Regions from separate parts of the Callithrix jacchus genome. Here region 2 is linked to region 1. The links are chromatin contacts, called in public Hi-C maps. All regions are on one chromosome and are shown on one strand. The core of a region is the stretch at or near the end of the contact, and the rest is flanking DNA. Distances in the headings are between cores, read along the strand shown. Region 1 has its middle 6.8 kb from the start of CTSE. Region 2 overlaps AVPR1B (arginine vasopressin receptor 1B).

What was found. A called contact is a pair of places that touch in the nucleus more often than the background predicts.
Region 2: a Hi-C map of induced pluripotent stem cells shows a contact between it and region 1, with 4 times the contacts expected there. The contact joins two enhancer-like sites. A contact is called at or near these places in 3 of 3 Hi-C or Micro-C datasets (induced pluripotent stem cells and skeletal muscle).

Annotation. Positions count from the first base shown.
Region 1 is chr19:33,513,882-33,520,627 of calJac240_pri, forward strand. No RefSeq gene overlaps it. Among named protein-coding and RNA genes, the nearest start is that of CTSE, 6.8 kb to the left of the region's middle. Within about 2 kb of position 3,725, at least 4 of the 16 cell types and tissues checked have an H3K27ac peak or open chromatin away from gene starts, as enhancers often do.
Region 2 is chr19:33,586,780-33,593,525 of calJac240_pri, forward strand. It overlaps AVPR1B (arginine vasopressin receptor 1B), which reads right to left. Exons shown (of 2, transcript XM_035280810.3): 2 at 5,022-6,746. Among named protein-coding and RNA genes, the nearest start is that of AVPR1B, 12 kb to the right of the region's middle. Within about 2 kb of position 3,317, at least 2 of the 16 cell types and tissues checked have an H3K27ac peak or open chromatin away from gene starts, as enhancers often do.

The DNA of each region.
Region 1 (6,746 bases), core at 2,475-4,974:
TGGAGGTCAAAATATCAAATTAAGAGGAGTTTGGAAGAAATTGATTCTAATCCTCGTGGATAACTTTAAGGGGTTTAAGACTTCAGTGGAGAAAGTAACAGTGGATGTGGCGGGAATAGCAAGAATAAAAGTGGAGCCTGAAGATGTGACTGAATTGCTGCAATCTCGTGATCAAACTTGAACAAATGAGGAGCTGCTTCTTAGGGATGAGCAAAGAACGTGGTTTCTCGAGATGAAATCTCCTAGTGGAGACGCTGTGAACACTTGAAATGACAACAAAGGATTATGAATATTGCATTAACTTGGTTGACAGCAGTAGCAGAGTATGAGACGATTACTCTTTGAAAGAAGTTCTACTATGGGTAAAATGCTATCAAACAGCATCGTATGCTACAGAGAAATCTCCATGAGAGGAAGAGTCAATCCATGTGGCAAACTTCATTATTTTCTTAGTTTAAGAAACTGTCAGCCGGGCACTGTGGCTCATACCTGTAATCCCAGCACTTTGGGAGGCCAAGGCAAGCAGATCACCTGAGGTCAGGAGTTTGAGACCAGTCTGACCAACATGAAGAAGCCTTGTCTCTACAAAAAATGCAAAATTAGCTGGGTGTGGTGGTGCATGCCTATAATCCCAGCTACACGGGAGGCTGAGGCAGGAGAATCACTTGGACCCCGGGAGGTGGAGGTTACAGTGGGCTGAGATCTCGCCATTGCAATATAGCCTGGAAAACAAGAGCGAAACTCCATCTCAAAAAAAAAGAACAGAAAAGAAAAAAGAAAAAAATTATCACGGTCACTCAACCCTTGAGCAACTACCACCTTGATGAGTCAGCAGCCATCAATGTCAAGGCAAGACCTCCATAAGCAAAAAGGTTATGACTCCCTGCAGGCTCAGACGACTGTTAGCATTTTTAGCAATAAAGCATGTTTTAATTAATGCTATTGCATAGTTAGTAGACGACAGCACAGGGTAAATGTAACTTTTATATACATTTGGAAACCAAAAAACGTGTGACTGACTTTATTGCAATTTTCACATTATTGCAGTAGTCTGGAATTAAACCCACAGTGGCTCCAAAGCTGCCTGTGTGTGAAGTTCTTAAAAAAACTGTAACATGTCATGTGGACTAAAGACTGTCACTAACAAACTTCAGTGTTTCAGAAGTGGCCGAAGACTTCTTAGACTCTCAAGGCAAACCCACTTGTATAGCAGAATGAGAAACTGAGGCAGAGAGGCAAAGTGATCAGCCCAAGAGCACATGGTTCATTAGTGGCTGAACCAGGATGAGGACTCATGCCTCCTAACTTCTAGGTGGGCGATCTTTCTGCTACAGAATTATAGCATCATTATCACTGAACTCTTGAAAGGAGCATAACCTTCACCCCTCCCTCGTTTTCTATCTTCCAGAGCTCTCCCCACATCCCCCTTGCCCCTGTTTACTAAAAGTAGAGGGTTAACCTGGCCCAGGCTTGAGAAAAAGCTAACTAGTCCTTGCAGCCATGGGCCACCTGACTACTGAGTGGAGCACACACAGCCTGGACTGCCTGCAAGGAACCCCCAGGTCTGGCTGGATTTTGGAAAGTTTGACAAAGGTTGGGAGTGGGAGCACTGGGGATGTTTGTCAGAGCTAATGAGATCTGCCTCTCCAGAGACACCAGGAACTGAACCTACCCTGGCTATAGATTGCTGGCTTTTCCCAGCAAGAACCAAATATTGCTGTGGACATTTTGAACACTTTGGAAAGAACAAAAGGCCTTAGGCATGTATGTGCGTGATGGTCTGTGTGTGTCCTTTCAGGAGAGGGAGAGAGAAGAGCATTTGAGGTGAAACAGTATGAGGTGGGAAGAAATGACACATAGTATAGACAATGATGCAGTCTCTCTGCATTAGGAGAGGGTCTTTGGAGAGACAGATGGCGGGGGAGAGAGAGAGAGAGAGAGAGAGAGAGAGAGAGAGAGAGAGAGAGAGAGAGAGAGAGAGACCCTTAGAAATGTGAACTGGAGGCTGGCTGGATGCAGAGATTTTACTGCCAGAACATTTGAAAGCTGGTGGTGGTGTCACTCTCTAGTCAACTTCTTTCTGGAGCTTCCGCTTCCAGAAAACAAATTAATAATAAAAGGACATTTGGGAGGCCGAGGTGGGTGGATCATTTGGGGTCAAGAGTTCAAGACCAGCCTGGCAAACATAGTGAAACCTCATCTCTACTAAAAATATGAAAATTAGCCGAGCATGGTGGCAGGCACCTGTAATCCTAGCTACTTGGAAGGCTGAAGTGAGAGAATCTCTTGAACCTGGGAGGCAGAGGTTGCAGTGAGCCCAGATTACACCACTGCCCTCCAGCCTGAGAGGGCAACAGATGTCTCAAAATAATAATAATAATATAAGAGGACAGTTGCCAGGGCTCTGTGGATCAGTTTTATCAGGGCTTGTTAGCTCCTAGGACAGAGTCTGCTACTGTCAGACACCAGCAGGCTCCTGCGCACAGGGGGCTGGCACCCTGGGATACACTCCAGGATGCCCGACTCTGGCAACATTGCTGGTTCAGCCAAACCTGACCAACTGGGAAGTGTCCCAACCTCTTCTGCTTAAAGTTAGTAAATGAGGGAAAATCCACGATGCTGTTTGTGAGGTACAGTGGAACCATGTCTTGTCTTTACCAGATGAGATGAGATGAGATGCCTGGCTCCTGTCTTGGCTCTGCCACTAACTGACCATATGACCGCAGATAAACCACTTCTCTCTGAATCTAGTTTTCTTGTCTGTAAAATGAAGATGCTTGATTGGGTGACAATATCAAGGAACACTTTGGACGCATTAGCCCTGTGCCAGGCTCTGACCTAAGGGACTTAGAAGTATTAACTCATTCAAATCTCTCACAAATCCTATCAGGTAGGCATTGTTTTTAAGTCCATTTTACAGATGAGGTAACTGAGGCAGAGAGCATTTACGTAACTTGCATAAGGTGCTGAACCCAGGATTCAAATCCAGGTTTGCCTGACTTTGTTCTTAACTGTGGCATTGTATGGGGTCATCTTTAGGATCTGACATTCTAAAGTTTCTTTCTGGAAGAGAAAGGCACAGAGGAGTTGCAGAGAGGAAAAAGAGAGAGGGCAGAGAATAATTTCTTGTATGGTAAAAATTGGAGGCCTTTTCATTGTGAGAAGAAAGGTGTGTGTGTGGGGTGGGGTGTGGAGGTGAGGAGCTGCATGATGACATATCTTCTCATTGCATATTTTGGCAAACATTTTCTATTTTGCCTTCATGGAGCCTTTCAGCAAGGTTGATTACTGTATATGTGCAAAAATCACACATGTACCTTTCTTCAACCCCCCACCCTCCACATGTAATTCTGAAAAAATAAAATTGAAGGTGCTCAAACCATTTTTTTAATTGCCAGAAGAGAGTACCTGGCCCTAAACGCTTACTTTTTCCATGTGTCTTGTTTTCATGCAACTGGAAACAAGAGAGAGCCAATGTCTTTAGTGTCTCTCCATGTCAAGGATTCAATTTGTTGGAGTCATTTCCAAAACCACCAGCAATTCTACCCCAGGAAAGTGCCTTTCAGACCAGACATTGCTGCAGCACAGTCAGCAGAGGGCGCAGGCACTGGGGAAGTTTCTCACTTGAATGAGAAACGTGTCTGTGTGGCGGGGGATTATGTGTCTGTGCCGTAAACAGGAAGAGCAGCTCATGCCTCGAGTTTGCCAAAAAGCAGGACTGCGCGCTAACAACACCATCCTCTTTGCTTGTTACTGAGCCCAGGCTTTGGAAGCAGACAAAGCAAGTTCTGAATTCCTAACGCTCCCACTTAACAGATGATTGTGTGACATTGGGGATATTCTGGAGCTTCAGATTCCTTCAGTACTGAAAAGAAAGAATTATTTCCTTGCAGAATGATCTGAAGATTCCATGAGACCATCTTCAGGATGAGTGATCTCTATATATTACACAGCCCAGTGCTTGACACCAAGTAAGCCCTCACTACGGGTAGCCTGGCCAGGTTCCACTTTATGCCATGCACTGCTCTAAGTGCTTTAAATGTAATAGGAAACAGGCCCAGAGAGGGAAAGGAATTTGTCCAAGGCCACACAGCGGGTAATCAAAGAACTATGCATGCTGAAGCTCAGGAAGTCTCTCTATAACGTCTGTAATCTTGGCTGGGCGAGGTGGCTCACATCTGCAATCCCAGCACTTTGGGAGGCTGAGGGGGTGGATCACTTGAGTTCAGGAGCTGGAAACTAGCCTGGTCAACATGGCAAAACCCTGTCTACCAAAAATACAAAAATTAACCCGGCACAATGTCATGCACCTGTAGCCCCAGTTACTCAGGAGGCCAAGGCATGAGAGTCGCTTGAACCTGGGAGGCTGAAGTTGCAGTGAGGTGAGATTGTGCCACTGCACTCCAGCCTGGGCAACAGAACGAGACTCTGTCTCAAAAGAATCTGCGATCTTCAACAGAACTCTCAGCTGCCACGAATAGTACATATAGATGTTATTGTGTATATTGAAAGACTGAAATGCATTCCGAAGGTCGCTCGCCCTGATGTGTATGTAATTGTTCAGGACAGTCGATGAAGCTTCCATCTGTCCTTACTCTGTGATCAGGGACTCAGCGACTGAAAGCGTACAAAATCAAAACATGCTCTGACTCTCAGTTTCGTTACCTGTAAAATGGAGTTATTAGGAAGATTAAAAGCATATGTGGAAATGCATGGCACACAGTAAAAGCTGAATAAATAATTAACATTTTATTATAAGAAGAGAGAGTATACCTTGGCAAATGTGTCATAAATCTAATTCCTTAGTCTAATTCCTCCGTTAGTCTCCATGAGTTTTCTTTTTTTATAGTGAAGGGGCCTCCCTCTGCAGTGCTCCTTTCTTTTTCTTTATTTATTTTTATTTTTTATTTTTTTGAGATGGAATCTTGCTCTGTTGCCAGACTGGAGTGCAGTGGCATGATCTCAGCTCGCTGCAACCTCCGCCTCCTGGGTTCCAGAGATTCTCTTGCCTCAGCCTGCCAAGTAGCTGGGACTACAGGCATGCGCCACCATGCCCAGCTAATTTTTGTATTTTTAGTAGAGACGAAGTTTTACCATGTTGGCCAGGATGGTCTCCATCTCTCGACCTTGTGATCTGCCTGCCTTGGCCTCCCAAAGTGCTGGGATTACAGGTATGAGCCACCGTGCCCGACCCAGGGCTCCTTTCTTGAATGTTTGAATTCCTGTACCAGGACTGCCAGACTTTCTGAATCAGTTTCCATCCTGGAACTTCCTCAAGGAGCCTTCAGGGAAGGATTTAGGCTGTGGCAAAGTAGGGTAAAGGCAGAACTTTCATCGTAGGTTCTTATTTAAGGTGAATTTGTCTCCATTCCTAAAGACTATGGTCTTGTTCCCAGCCCATTAAGTGCTCTGGAAACCTACAGAAGGAAAACACATATTAAAGATGCAATTAAAGTTATGTCTGTTCCAAGACACAGAGACACTCATCTGATCTTCCTTTCAGGTTTAACAAGCTTCTTTTATAGGAGAACCTCCAAATGAAACCCCGTGACTGATGTCTTGGCAAACACCACTCACTCATTCACAGAAAAATCATCTGGATACTTAGCTTTATTGATTCTATTTCAGAAACAAAAATCTGAGACCTCAAGAGGACTCTTCCTCAAAAGAGCAAGACACAAGTAGAGGAATCTCAGAGTTCGTAGCCCAGGCAAGAGATAGTGATGGCTTAGAAAAGAGTGGGGATGGTGGACAAGGAAAGACGTGGTGGGCTGAGGTTTGTTTTGGAGATAGAACCCACAGGACAGGCTAGCAGATTAGACCGGGATGAAGGAAAGGAAGAATCAGAGGTGACTCCTGGATTTGTCTTACTGGCACACTTAGTCCTGTGTGAAATGCTGCACATTCAAGGTTATTGCTGTATAGAACATTGTTTGTGATAAAAAGCTTAGAAACAGCCAACAATAAGAGATGGCTAAATAATACATCTCTGCAGGTTAAAACAATGAAAAAGCTCCAGAGAAAAACCAATAGATCATATTGTTGACTTGAAAACTTTAGAACAGTATGTATAGTATGCTATCATTTACATGAAATACAAGGAAAAGCCCCATTTGCTTATATATGAATAGGATGTCTCTGGAAGGATATACCAAGAAGTCGGCAGCATTAGGTACTTTTGGGGAAAAGTGGGTGGGTGAGGGCAGGGTGAGAAGGAAGTTTATTGTCTACTATTTTGTACTCTCCGAATTTTGAGGCATGTGACTATGTTGCTTTATTCGTTTTGTATTACTGCTATAACAAATGATCACAAATATAGTGGCTTAAAGCAGTACAAATTTATTATTTTACAGTTCTGTAGGATAGAAGTTAGACACAGGTCTCACTGGGCTAAAATAAAGGGACTGGTGAGCTGCATTCATTTCTGGAGGCTGGAGGAGAGACTGTTTCTTGGCCTTTTCTAGCTTCTAGAGGCTGCCTGCAGGCTGTGGCTCATGGCCCTGTCCTCTGTCTTCACAGTCAGCAGAGTCGCATGTCTCTGACTCTTCTCCCAAATTCACGTCTCCCTCTGACCACAGAGAGGAAAGGTTACCCACTCTTAAATATCCCTGTCTAGTTTCAATCCACCCAGATAATCCAAAATAACTCACCTTGAGGGTCTTAATTTAATTACATTTACAGAATCCTTTATGCCATGTAAAGTCACATATTAACAGATTCTAGGAATTACATATGAGCATGTTTGG
Region 2 (6,746 bases), core at 2,067-4,566, 72 kb after region 1:
CACCTCTACTAAAAATACCAAAATTAACTGGTTGTGGTGACTCATGCCTGTAATCCCAGCTACTCGGGAGACTGAGGCAGGAGAATGGCTTGAACCCGGGAGGCAGAGGTTGTAGTGAGCTGAGACTGCACCATTGCACTCTGGCCCGGGCGACAGAGCAAGACTTCATCGTACAAAAAAAAAAAAAAAAAAATTCAGGAGTATGCTGAAGCAATTCAGGCAAGTTACAGTGCATCCAAGAGACACTGCAAGGACACTGCTGAGACAGTTTCCACCGGGAGAGGGGACAATGGGGGTAAACAGAGTGCCTGCTTTCTGCAGAATTCTGGGACAGGCCTTGAGTGTTGAGAGGAGAGATCAAGAAAAAGAAGCTTTAACCATCTGGGCTCATCAGGGTGGTCAAGGCACCTATGACCTAATTGTGGGGACAGGAAAGAGCCAGAGAACATGTACAAAACAACACGTAACAAACAGCACAAAGCAGTGAAGCCAGAGCCTATCAATGTTCACACAGATCAGGGAATAGGGTGTTAGAATCAGGTAGCCTTAAAAGGAAACATCCGAGAAAGAGGTGATTTCTGACCTCAGCTTAGGAAAGAAGGTGGCAAATCAACTGACGGGAGAAAAGGCGGAAGGGAAAGGAACAGATCTGACCTGCTACAGGCTCTCAATAAATGCCTGAGGGACGGCCCAGAGAGGAACTGTCTGGAGAACTGTCCCTGTCTGGGTTCAGAGGCTGCTGTGATACTCTGGAGCAGGGAGTTGGTGTCAGGGGGACCAGAGGCTGTAGAATGACCATAGACCATCTGATGAAGCTTTATAATAAAGTCTGCTTCAGAAATATGACATTTTGTAGGCTCCAGCCCTACTAGGGTCGTGGAGTGTCCCCTATTGCTGTGCTGAGGCGCTGGATCCAAGAAATAAGGAGACAAAACACCAATGGACTGGATAAGAGCAGCTGGGCTCGGGGGCCAACGCCACTTACGAGCAGAGACAGGCGAGGCCCCGAGTGTCCAGGCACATCTGTATTTATTAGGTATAGGTTAGGAAGGGCAGTGAGTGAGGTCATCTTAAGGATAGTGATAGGGCCAAGACAATCATGTGAGTAATAAACAAGGGGCCCATCCCCATTAGGTCACTGAGGCCAGGAGTGACGGTCACTGAAGCAAGGAGTGACCTAATGGGGATGGGCAGTGTGCAGCAGGAAGGGTGCAGTGTGCAACATCTCTTATCTAGGGGCAGGCAACTTCTAAGGTTTTCTATAGGAGGATGTTTTGAGTCAGCACAGTAGCAGGAGAGTTGGCAGGGTATACAGCCAACGAGGCGCGATTGTACTGGAGGGGTTTTAAGCCCTCAGAGGTTCATGGGATTGCCGGCCTGAGGCCAGCTTTCCACAAGAACTGGACACAAGATACTACAGCTGCCTTGCAGGAGGAGTGACTCTTGCTCCAAGCCTGCCATACAGTGGATATCCTTACGATACTGAATGCTGCCGCCAGGGCCGGCCCACCGTGCATGCCCTTTCAGACAGGGGCACTACTGCCTGGGCCATTGATTCTTGTTCTGGTATGGCTGATTCTTCCCTAGTTGATGCTCTGTACCGTGTCTGCTCTTGACAATCCTCTGACTACAAACTAAGATATGATCATATAAAAGGATTATATAAAAGGAAATAAATGAGCAGTAGGTTATTCTTCAGGCACTAATTGTGCCAGGGGTCTGCTTAGCTCTCCTTCCTTGGTGCCCAGAAGGGGGGTTACCCACACATTTGATAGCAAATATATCATAGAGGCTAACATTAGGACCCACCCTGATTGCTTACATCAGGGTAAAAGCATTCTTGGAGAGTGTTGTTGAACAGTAGATTGGAACATATGAGTCTACCAAGTGACTTACAGAGCTTGGAACTTCAGCAGTGCACACAACTGCTCAGATGCCCTCATAAGTACAGAGGAAGGCTGATGTCACCTCCTCAGGAGTTTGAACCAATAGGCTGAGGACTGGGGTCAGCTAACAGTTTGACCTAATCCTCAAAGTCATTGCAAGCTACCTAGAAATAAAATGGACTTTTGTTTTTCATATTTCCATGAGCTTCAAGGGTGAGCTGTCGAAATCAGTACAGAGAGTCACCTGTATGAGTAAGCACCCTTTGAGAGCACAGCTTCCAGTTCAATGAAGTCACATTCTCCCATGTTATATGATGGAGAAGGTACCTCCCGGGAACAATCATATTGCTTCGCACTGGGTTTCTCCATGGACATGGACAGGACACAGATTTTTTCAAAATTATCTGATAATAAAACACAGAAAACTGATTTGCTATTGGCAACCAGTAGATGGTTGATTACATACCCACAATGACCCAGGACTTCAGACCCATAGACCATGATAACTGTGACCTGTCTTCAACGAATTCTTATTCTAAAAGAGCAAGCATCCAAATGCACACCATGGGAAAATTCCATGAGCGTCTTGTTAGCCACCAGACCTACCAGGGGGAGGAGGTATTTTATGCTCAACATCAGTGGGTTTCTTTGCTTCTGGAATTAGGATAGATTGCTGGGCTCTGAGGTACTCTCAAGAGGCCTCCTAATCCATGCCCCCAGATTCTAAACCAGAACTGCAGAAAGTAACCATAGCTCATGTGGCTTTTTGAGGTCCTACTAGGGCCCTTAAACACTGACTCGTTGGCCGGGCGCAGTGGCTCACGCCGGTAATCCCAGCACTTTGGGAGGCTGAGATGGGTGGATCACAAGGTCAAGAGATCGAGACCATCCTGGTCAACATGGTGAAACCCCGTCTCTACTAAAAATACAAAAAAATTAGCTGGGCATAGTGGCGCGTGCCTGTAATCCCAACTACTCAGGAGGCTGAGGCAGGAGAATTGCTTGAACCCAGGAGGCGGAGGTTGCCGTGAGCCGAGATGGCGCCATTGCACTCCAGCCTGGGTAACAAGAGCGAAACTCAGTCTCAAAAAAAAAAAAAAAAAAAGAAAAAAAAAAACACTGACTCGTGTGTCTTGCTGCCTTTTGGGTAGGAATTCCTACACTAATTTCCTCACCCTGCAGGAGAAACCGCCTGTTCTTTGCCCTTCCTGAATTTCCATGGGAAATTCCGTGGGAACCAAGTGTATGTCCAGGTATCTCAGCAGAACCAGGTCAAACGAGGGACCAAGACTCTTTGGAACTTGAGGACTCACAAGCTCAGAGGCTGGGTGACTTTCCCAGTTTTCCCTGTGAGTCATGACTGCTTCGCATCCTCCAGTAGAGTTAAAGAATGTGCACTGGATCTCAGAGATTTTTGGCTGAAGAGCCTTACGTTGATTCTTTGGCAGGAGCTGGCAAGCCCAGCCGAGCCCAGGCCAGGCCCGCTTTTGGCTCCACATTGCCACCTTGCGGCCCCATAGCAAACTCCAAGACACTGCTTTTCCCACTAAAACTGAGCGCAGGGTGGCCCCTTCCCCCAACCACCTCACCCTTTCACTCAAGACAAACACACTTGAATTGTATCTTGCATATCCCATTATTATTGCCCCCAGAAAACTAAAGATCCACAGAAATTTCCTGGATATTAAATCTTTTTATTGCTGAATTTCACCCTGGGTTTCTGACCCAGGAATGAAGTGCTACAGCCTGGGCTGAATTTATAGCCCCATAGTAGATAAAAGACCTATTTACATATGAAACGCAGACACAGTGTCTGCGAAAGTACAGCCTGAACCAAACAACGTAACTAACGATTCTGAGAAATCCTCATAGTCAGCCCATGAACCCCTCCTGCCCTCCTCTGTCCTGCCTGCCCCTCATGTCCTGCTCGTACATAGGTTCTAAGGGGCTAAAGTACTGTCATTCACAGTCACAGGATGGCATACACATTTTACACAAGTGCCCAGCCAGAGGCAGCATTGTTCAGTTTCTCCTGGGGTTTGCCGTCAGAAACGGGATTCGCCCCAGAGAGCACGGAGACCCCTCCTTGCTTCCACAGAGCCCCTCCTTCTTGAACCCTATCCAAGGCTCTTCCACCAGCCCAGACTGTCCAGGCGAGCCTCCTACAAGTCCTGCAGACCTTTCACTCATAGATCCAATGAGATCCACCATTTCCTTCGGGAGCTTCCTGGAATGGGTTCCCGAGGCCCTCAGCCAGTGTGCTGTTGCTCCCCGTTGGCCATATCACAGGACAGAACCAGCTTTCTGGCAAAGATCAAGTGTAGCCTTTCTACGGGAGGAACAAGGAGGGTCCCAAAGCCACCACCGCAAGTAAATTCCCCTTGTGCAATGCAAAACTGAAAATACCATAAAAAATACCATAAGGGGGGGTCTCTAGAAGGCAAAGGAAAGACAAGGAAGGTGCTTTAGTCAGCCTAGACCCTAGGTATGTCTCCTCTTTTCCTCTCTGTAGACTCTCCTGGGCCAGGGCCCTGGAGGTCACCTCTCAGATGCCATTTGGAGCCAGGCCATTATTCCCGACTCTAACATTTGTTGAGTGTTCTATCTATAGCTACAGTTCAACAAATCCCTCCCAACAAAGTGGGCATTGCTATTTCTATTTCATAAATGAGGAAAGCATTGCTCAGGGAGAGTGGATACCTGGCTTAAGTTGAGACAGGAAGAAAAGGGGTGAGACCAAGATGCAGACCCAGGTCTTTGGGGTACACAGCTGGTGTTCTTTCTACCTCCCAATCACCATGAAGAACAAAGATTGACCAACTCTAGGCATTAGGGTCAGAAACTGTGGTCTAAAGATGGGACATAGGGGTGGGGAGGCCACTTATGTAAGCAGGAGGAGGAGCAGATTCAACAGCCCTGGCTGGCAGGGGAGGCCTCTAAGCCCACTCCACCAGGGCAGATAGACGGGGAAGGAGTATTAGATGTCGGGCTGACATGGGCAACAGAACTCAGCAAGGAGGAGACTATGGGTCCTCCCATCTGCCTGAGCTGTGGTCCCAGGAGGTCCTCACTATCCAGTCCTCTAGCACTGAAGGACTGGGATGCTTTGCTCACTCACAACATTCAGCAAGGCTCTTTTCTTTTTCTTTCTTTCTTTTTTTATTTCAAAGGTGTCACATATTTATTACTGAATCCAGCCAATCAACGTGTCCGTAACAGATTCAGAAAGGAAATTCTGCTCAAAATTCTCCAGATAGTGGTGACATCTTCAGCTTGAAATGATTGTGACCTTCGGATAGCATTAGTATGTGCCATCTCATGTGTAATTCCTTAAGACCCAGCTTGGTTCTTCTCCAATGTCTCCTTTTGGAGTTGTACCTGATTTTATTACAAGTTTCCATCCAAATCCACTGGTAAATGGGATGATTTTGCTTCGGTTTCTTGGGTAGCAATCGCTTAGTTCTGAAAGTCTTGTGAGAAGACATGGCTGAAGTGAAGTAAAGCACACACCACGATGGCAGAGAAAGGAGGAGAGAAGGCTCTTTTCTTTCTCAAAGCCTCAGGAGGCTTCTTAGAGCTGAGTGGCCTCTTAAAAAAGCATATCTGCAAAGCCACAGTCATTCCTCAAAGCTTCCCTGGGAATCAGGGATAGAGAGTGAAAGTGTTCCCTAGAGATTCCCTGAGGAGCTCTTCATTAGATCAGTAAGTCCTTACGTTAGTATAGAGTAGATGGCTTTACAAACGACTTTCATATCCACAGTCCTATTCGATTCTCAGAACCAAGCTGGTAAGGACTGGCCAGCATTTTATTGATGTGTGTCATTGTTGGTAGCAGGACGGAGATGCAGCTCTCCTGACATTTCAGCTGATGTCTTTTCCACCGGCAAGGCTCTCTCTTCAATCGGAATCAGAATTGGGGTGGGGAAGCTGCCCCATGATAAGAGTCCCCTGGAGATAATGAGGAAAAGCATGGCACAGTCCCAGATTCTGCCTTGGCCTGCAGTCTCTTCCTGACTCGGAGGAGGATTCGGCATTCCAGATGAGGACAAAAGTGGACAGTATGGCCATGGTGGGACCCACCATCACCAGAATTGAGTCAAAGAGTATATAAATGTCACTGTCATAAAAATCCAACAACTCATGGCTGAGCATGGGGGCTCACGCCTATAATCCTACTTTGGGAGGCTGAGTGGCAGATCACAAGGTCAGGAGTTTGAGAACCGCCTGACCAACATGATGAAACCCTGTCTCTACTAAAAATACAAAAATTAGCCAGATGTGGTGGTGCGCACCTACAGTCCCAGCTACTCGGGAGGCTGAGGCACAAGAATCACTTGAACCAAGGAGATGGAGGTTGCAGTGAGCTGAGATCGCATCACTGTACTCCAGCCTGAGTGACAGAGTAAGACTCCGTCTCAAAAAAAAAAAAGAGAAAAATCCAACAACTCTTCTAGACCCTGTTGGTTACAATATTCTTCATGTTTTTCTGTAACACCATTTTCAATCTTGCAGAGTCATGGTAGATTGGAGCTCAGAGATCTGAGTCCTAGAAAGAGACAGTGACTTACCCAACATCACACAGATACTTAAGGCAGAGCTGAGATTCAAACCCAGGCTCCTAACTGGATCACAGCATCCATATGATTCATGTTGGAAGTTCTGAAGAGCCTGGAGGGTGTCCAGAGCCATGACGATGTCACCTTTTCCCAAAGGAGGTCTCTGTGTAGCCCCTGGAGAAGGAGCAGGCTCGACTCCCTGGGGATGGGTTGGGGAAAGGAGGGAAGACAACAAGTCCCTCTGCCTTTGAAGTTACTTCCTGCTGTTAATTTTCTGATGATCATTTCCATCTCCTCCTTCCCT